Linked DNA regions of Mus musculus: region 1 is linked to region 2. Evidence: chromatin contacts called from public Hi-C data. All regions are on one chromosome and are shown on one strand. The core of a region is the stretch at or near the end of the contact, and the rest is flanking DNA. Distances in the headings are between cores, read along the strand shown.

Region 1 (3,053 bases), core at 514-3,013, 500 kb after region 2:
TACCAAGTGGTCTTGGTTTCTGTTAGTAAGATTCTTACATTTGCCTTTTGCCATCTGGTAATCTCTGGTGTTAGATGTTCTAGCTGTCTCTGGCTGGAGCTTATTCCTCCTGTGATTCTGGTTAGCCTCTGTCAACAGTCCTGGGAGTTCAACTCTCTCCTGAGTACCAGTGGTCAGAGCACTCTCTACAGGTAAGCTCTCTTCTGGCATGGAAGGTGCACAGAGATCTGGAGCTCAGCTCTGCCTCCTGGCTGAAGATGAAGACCTGAAGGGACCCTGCCCAAGAGGCTCTGTTGCTTCTTCAGCTCACATGCTGTCCTGTGCAGACTGGTCTCTCAGAGACCCGGGATACAAGATGGCGATCTCGCCTGAACCCTGGAGTCAGAGCCAAGAATCTTTTTTCTTTAGAGGTATAATCCATGACAAATTGTCCATGCTCCTCCGAATGCATATATGGGCATCATTAACTGGTCCCGGTGCGTTATTTAAGAAAGAAAGAAAGAAAGAAAGAGAGAGAGAGAGAGAGAGAGAGAAAGAAAGAAAGAAAGAAAGAAAGAAAGAAAGAAAGAAAGAGAGAGGAAGAAAAAGAAAGAAAGAGAGAAAGAAAGAAAGAAAGAAAGAAAGAAAGAAAGAAAGAAAGAAAGAAAGAGAGAGAGAGAGAGGGAGAAAGGGAGGGAGGGAGGAAGGAAGGAAGGAAAGAAAGAAGAATATATTGGATGTGATTGAATGTGTCTGATATATATTATATGTATGTATAAAATTCTCAAGGAATAAATAGAAAATATTACATTTTTAAAAAGTAAAATGATACTGGATGTATCACATACCTTTAATCTCAGCACTTGGAAGGAAGAGGCAGGAGGATCTCTGTGAGTTGGAGGCCAGCCTGGTCTACATAGCTCGTTCCAGGCAAGCCAGGGCTACACATTAAAACCCTGTCTCAGAAAGATAAAAAGGAAAAAAGGAAAAAGAGGGCTGTGGGAGTGTGTGGGTTGGTGGTAGAACACCTGGGTGGCATTGTGAAGCTCCGACTTCCATCCCTAGTACTGCATAAAAGAGTGAGACAGAGACAGAGACAGACAGAGAACCAGGTGCCAAAGGCCCAGTACCATCTAATCTAATCTTTCCATATTTCAAAAGAAGCTGGCATTTGGGTTTCTGAATTAATATTCCAACCATGTTTCCAATAGCCTCACTGCTATACTGGTGAAGAATGCAAAGCCAAATGTAGCATATCATTGGACCTTCACAGCATTTGAAGAAATACTAATACATCCTTCGAGACCTGGACCAGTGCCCAGGCCTTCCATTAGCCCTTTGGTCAACATGACACAGGGCTCCCTTTGCAGAGTCTTTGTCTTCTACACAAGAGAATTTTTTGTCTTTCTTTTATTTAGACAGGATCTCATGAAACCCAGACTGGCCTCAAACTCATTACTAGCTCAAACTGGCCTTGAACTACTGATTCTTCTGGCTCTGCCTTCCAAGAGCTAAGATTATAGGTGAATGATATGATAGCTAGTATTATAGATAAAACAATTTATAATCAGACACAAGAACTGGGGATGGATCTCAGTTGGTACAATGCCTGCCTGACACACACAAAAGGGACTTGAGGTCAGGAATGGTGGCACACTCTTGTAATCCCAGCACTTGGGACATGTGGGTAGGAGGATTTCTTCTGCAGTAAAAGGAAGGGTGTCAAATATACAGGTGTGTGAGTGCAGATCTCATCAGAACAGCTGTTTCTTCCACTTCCTTATTCGGTGCTCATGTGTGTCCCCTGCCTGCTCATGTGTGCCCTGCCTATTTTTCACTATGGGGTTCTATGCTTCACTCAGTTGCCAAGTATGACTTCTTCTCTAATGAAGGAGATCCTCTCATAAGAGATCACAAGTCTAGTCTGAAGCAGAATCCTGTTTTAACTATACTTAAAGGGTGCTCCTGACTACTGACTGTGCTGGTTATAAAGGGTGTCATCTATTGCCATCTACATAAAGCCTAGCTGGCTATTGTGCTACAAGTGGTCAACCCAGTGGCTATTTCTATTCTACAAGTGTCTGTGAAGTAGGTGGATGCTCAGGATCTTTCTAGTGGCTCCCTTCCTAAGGCTCAAGCTCCCTTTGACTATGGTATTAGAGAATACCTTAATAAATAGTAACAATAACTAAAGCTGTAGAGGAATTTTAATCCAGCCATATGGCTAATCTGGCAAGGGATCACATTCAAAGACCTAAGTCTGTATGACCTGTCTGGAATGAAGACTGGCCACACACCTTTAGTCCCTCTTGCCCTTCTACCTCAGTCCCCTCTCTCTTGGAACTTTCTTCTGCTTGTGCTCTCCTCTCCCACTCTCCTTCTCCCTTTTCACTCATGGTCAGATTCATTCTGAATGCTTCCAGATGCTGGCTGTACTTTCCCATATCTACAATAAAATCCTTCACCTCAGTCATTCCTTGGATCAGTCATGTCCTCCTCATTTTAGTCACCTGGACTCCAGGGACAAGTCCCAGAAAATCTCCCAGACACATTGAACAGCTCCTTCCAATCAACTGAAAGCTATCTTTGCCTTGTGACAATCCCTTGTGGTGATGGATTTTAGCTCCCTGCAAATGCATTGTCTGTCTAGACTTAAGAAACTCAAGAGCAGGCCCCTCATAACACTGCTTCCATGCTTCCTGTAGTGCTGCACAGTGTCTTTGTTTGCTCTCTATCGATGACTGAAAGTGACTCCAGAGGGAGAGTTTACCTGGTTTATGGATGACAGCCTGTAGAGCAAAGCCAAGGGAAGAACTCAAGGAAGGAGCCTAGAGACAGGAGCTGAAGCAGAGACTTCGCCCGTGATGAATGCTGCTTGTTAGCTTGTTGGCTTGCTTTCTTCTTGATTGTGAGCCATCCTTTACAGGTGAGCCATCTCTCCAGACCTCAGAATGCTTCCTTATACCGGCCAGGCCAGCCTGTCCAGGGGTGGCATCACACACAGTGGGCTAAGCCCTAACACATCAAACACTAATCAAGAAAATGCTCCCATGAACTTGGCTAGAGGCCAATAT
Region 2 (3,223 bases), core at 160-2,659:
TGTGTTGTGTTTTGTTTTGTTTAAGAAAGAGCTTCATTATGTAACCCAAGTTGGAAAAGGCAGTCCTGAAATAGAATTTGAACAATATATCAGTTATCCAGAAATAAAATGTTAGCGAGTACACCCAAGGCAGGGGAAAGAGCACACACACGCACACACACACACACACACACACACATTCAACAAGCAACATGTTGTATGCTAGAAAGAAATGATTCACTATTTAGAAGACGTGAGTGGAGAATGTATCAGGTATTGGAGGACATTGGTTGCCATGATAACAGTCTTGGATAATAACCTCATGTGACGGAGAAGCTGTAAGGCATTTGAGCCAAGGAAGGCAGTGTTTATATTCTTTATCAAGGTACATCAGCTCTAGTCAGACTCCCTCATGTGGATGGCACATTGAGACTGAGTGGACAGGTCTGGAGGCTAACACACGGGCAAATTGAGATGGATTTTGAATTAAGGAGTGACACCAAGAGATAAAAGTGGCAGGCCTTAGAAATATTATGTATGTGGGTGCTGATGAAAAACAAGATTATGATAACTTGGGAGACCAGTGTGTGCTGGCATGTTTTACCATCTCAGCAACACAGAGCTCCATGGTTATCATCATCAGTGATGAAGATGATGGATGTAGCATAACAAACTGAATCACTATCGTTATCATTATCACTAGTGGGGAGACAGTAATCACTTACTTTTGCTTTCTTCATGCTTTTACTACAATACACATATTAAGTGCACTCTCTGATCTGTCACCAGACAGCCTCTGCTCCTCCCTTCTTTCTCTCTTTTACTACACGGCCTATGTCACTACCTAGCATGCTCACTATATTTGTCATCGATTAAGGTTACTGAATTGAATGTAAAATGTCCCCCTCAGGCTCCTGTGTTTGAACACATGGCCCCCAGATGGTGTCACTGTTTTGAGAAGTTGCTCTTTAGAGGTAAAGCCAAGCCAGAGGAGGCAGGTGGTTTGAAGGTTTAGAGCCCAAACCTGTTTCACAACCTGTCTCTGCTTCCTGGTACGCTGAGATGGGAGCAGTCAGAGTTGCTTAGCACCATGCCTTCCTCCCATTGATGGACTCTATCCTCTCAAACTGTAAGGCCAAATAGATCCTTCCTTTATTAAGTTGCTTTCTCCTCTTGTATTTGATCAAGAAAATTATCGAATATGCACACTAAATTATAACCCTCATAAAGATAGACACGTTTCTTCCTATCCCCATTACCTAGAAAATACTTGGATTCCTATTGTCATTCACTAAATACTTGAGGAGTGAGAGACAGTAAGGATGGGTTAAGGATCAATAGCTGATTTTATGATCTGCTCAGAGGCAGTTGAGAAGCAACCTACCTACTCATGGTGACTTCTTTGGAAGCTCCTACTCCCTGCCAGCTGAAGCTCAGTCTAGCATGTCTCTCCCTCCTTCCTTTCCTCTCAGGCAGGCTGTCCTTTTGCTTTACAGTCTATGTAGTTTCACAATTTTATGACTGTGGTTAAGATTCCTGGCAAAATTGAAACCGCTGGGGATCTAACCTATAGTTTTAGAGAACATAAACAGATACCCTGGTCAACTCTTGGTTACTTTATTTATTTATTTATGGCTGGGCAAATCGTAGTTAAAAACCAAAAAAGTATGACATTTGTTTGGAATCTGAGTAACTGGTCTTCAAATTTCCCACCATAGCTGGTAGAAGAGAGAAGAATGTGACAATTTAGAATGTGAAAGTTATTTTTTAAACAAGCAGTTTGGAAAGATTTTCTTTTTTTGTTTTTTGTTTTTTGTTCTGTTTTTGTTTTTGTTTTTGGGTTTTTTTAATGTGCTTTTTTCTCTCATATGTTTCAGGGGGTAAAAAGTGGAATTGCCTTTTCAAATGAGTTTTTTACTTGTACCTTCAATTCACCCCCTAAGCCCTGAGCATGCTGTAGCCCTCGTGAGTCCAGGCCTTGACTGCTGGAAGGAGGCCCTTGCCTCTGGCTCTGCTCTTGCCCCAACCATTCTATTCTCTTCACACAGTGCTGATTATTACTGTGTTCACTTGCATAGAAGATCACTGCAGACATGCTGATCTGCCAGACAATGAACCCACAGTAGGTTAGTCGGACTTCATACCAGTGATTAATATACAACTTAACACATGGCATCATTCAAAAATCTTTTATGTTTTCCTATAGTCTATGGAATATAATATCAACCCATTTCAGTGTTATTTCAAGTAGTTATTTCATTCAACATGCTTCCATAAAACTCACCTCCTCCTGCTTTCTGTTTTTCCTATTACCTAGTGTATAAAGAAGGGTCATGCCATAATCCTGTTTACCTGAACAGAAGTTATTTCTTCCTGATGTGTGGTACTCAAATCTCTCATGGACTGAACCTTGGCCACAAAGTTCAGCATAACTTAAATCGATCATTTATAAAAACACGTGTCTTTTAGAAAGGTGAAAAGTGTTTGTTCTTTTACCCAAAGCACACATTCTTCAAATCAAACTGATATTCTGTAATGGCTTGTTCTTACTGATGGATGCTTATTGCGCCCTGAGATCACTGGGACACTCACACTGGCAACTTTAGTTGTGTTCCTTTAGTGTAGCATTCCAGGTCCACCTTGCTATTCCATTCTTGATTAAACCCATGCAATCCTTCATGCATTATCAATTTAATTGGACAACTACTTCTGACACAGTTCCCCGCTTTTCCAGGCCCACCCCTTTGTCTTTTGTGTTTACAAAGGGCACTACCTACCCTCCTTCTAGAGCAAGCAACACAGTTAGACTCGAGGAAGAGAATTGAGTGCATTTTCTACTGTTGGAGACTGGGAGTACTTTTTCCACTCCTGGTTTCTATATGGAAGAATTTCCCCCTCAACTCTACAAGTTCCTTACTATTCAGCTTTCTTCTCTTAACATCAATGGCCTTGGTGAGTGACAGCTGTGGCTCCATGTTTCTAACCTGATGGTGTTAGCTATCAGTAATCCTAGTGCTGCACATGTGGTCTTTGCCCATGCCCACTCTACTTTGACCATTGGAAATAGAGGCCTACGGCATCCCGAAGTCTCAGACCCCTGTTGAGCTATTGCAAGGACTGCATTAGGAAGAGAAAAACAGGAAGCTTATGTTAGCTTCCAGACTATGTGTGTGAGGGCTAATTTATGTTATCAGCTTCACTACTTTGGGAATCAACTAAAACCCAAATAGCTGGGCATGCTTCT

Evidence for each region. A called contact is a pair of places that touch in the nucleus more often than the background predicts.
Region 1: a Hi-C map of pro-B cells shows a contact between it and region 2, with 1.9 times the contacts expected there. The contact joins two enhancer-like sites. A contact is called at or near these places in 1 of 484 Hi-C or Micro-C datasets (pro-B cells) and 1 of 115 datasets of contacts at active chromatin or transcription factors (large pre-B cells).

Annotation. Positions count from the first base shown.
Region 1 is chr9:7,741,163-7,744,215 of GRCm38.p6, forward strand. No RefSeq gene overlaps it. Among named protein-coding and RNA genes, the nearest start is that of Tmem123, 21 kb to the right of the region's middle. Within about 2 kb of position 1,764, at least 27 of the 459 cell types and tissues checked have an H3K27ac peak or open chromatin away from gene starts, as enhancers often do. A contact at or near this core is called in pro-B cells, where this site is marked.
Region 2 is chr9:7,241,417-7,244,639 of GRCm38.p6, forward strand. No RefSeq gene overlaps it. Among named protein-coding and RNA genes, the nearest start is that of Gm31639, 13 kb to the right of the region's middle. Within about 2 kb of position 1,410, at least 5 of the 459 cell types and tissues checked have an H3K27ac peak or open chromatin away from gene starts, as enhancers often do. A contact at or near this core is called in pro-B cells, where this site is marked.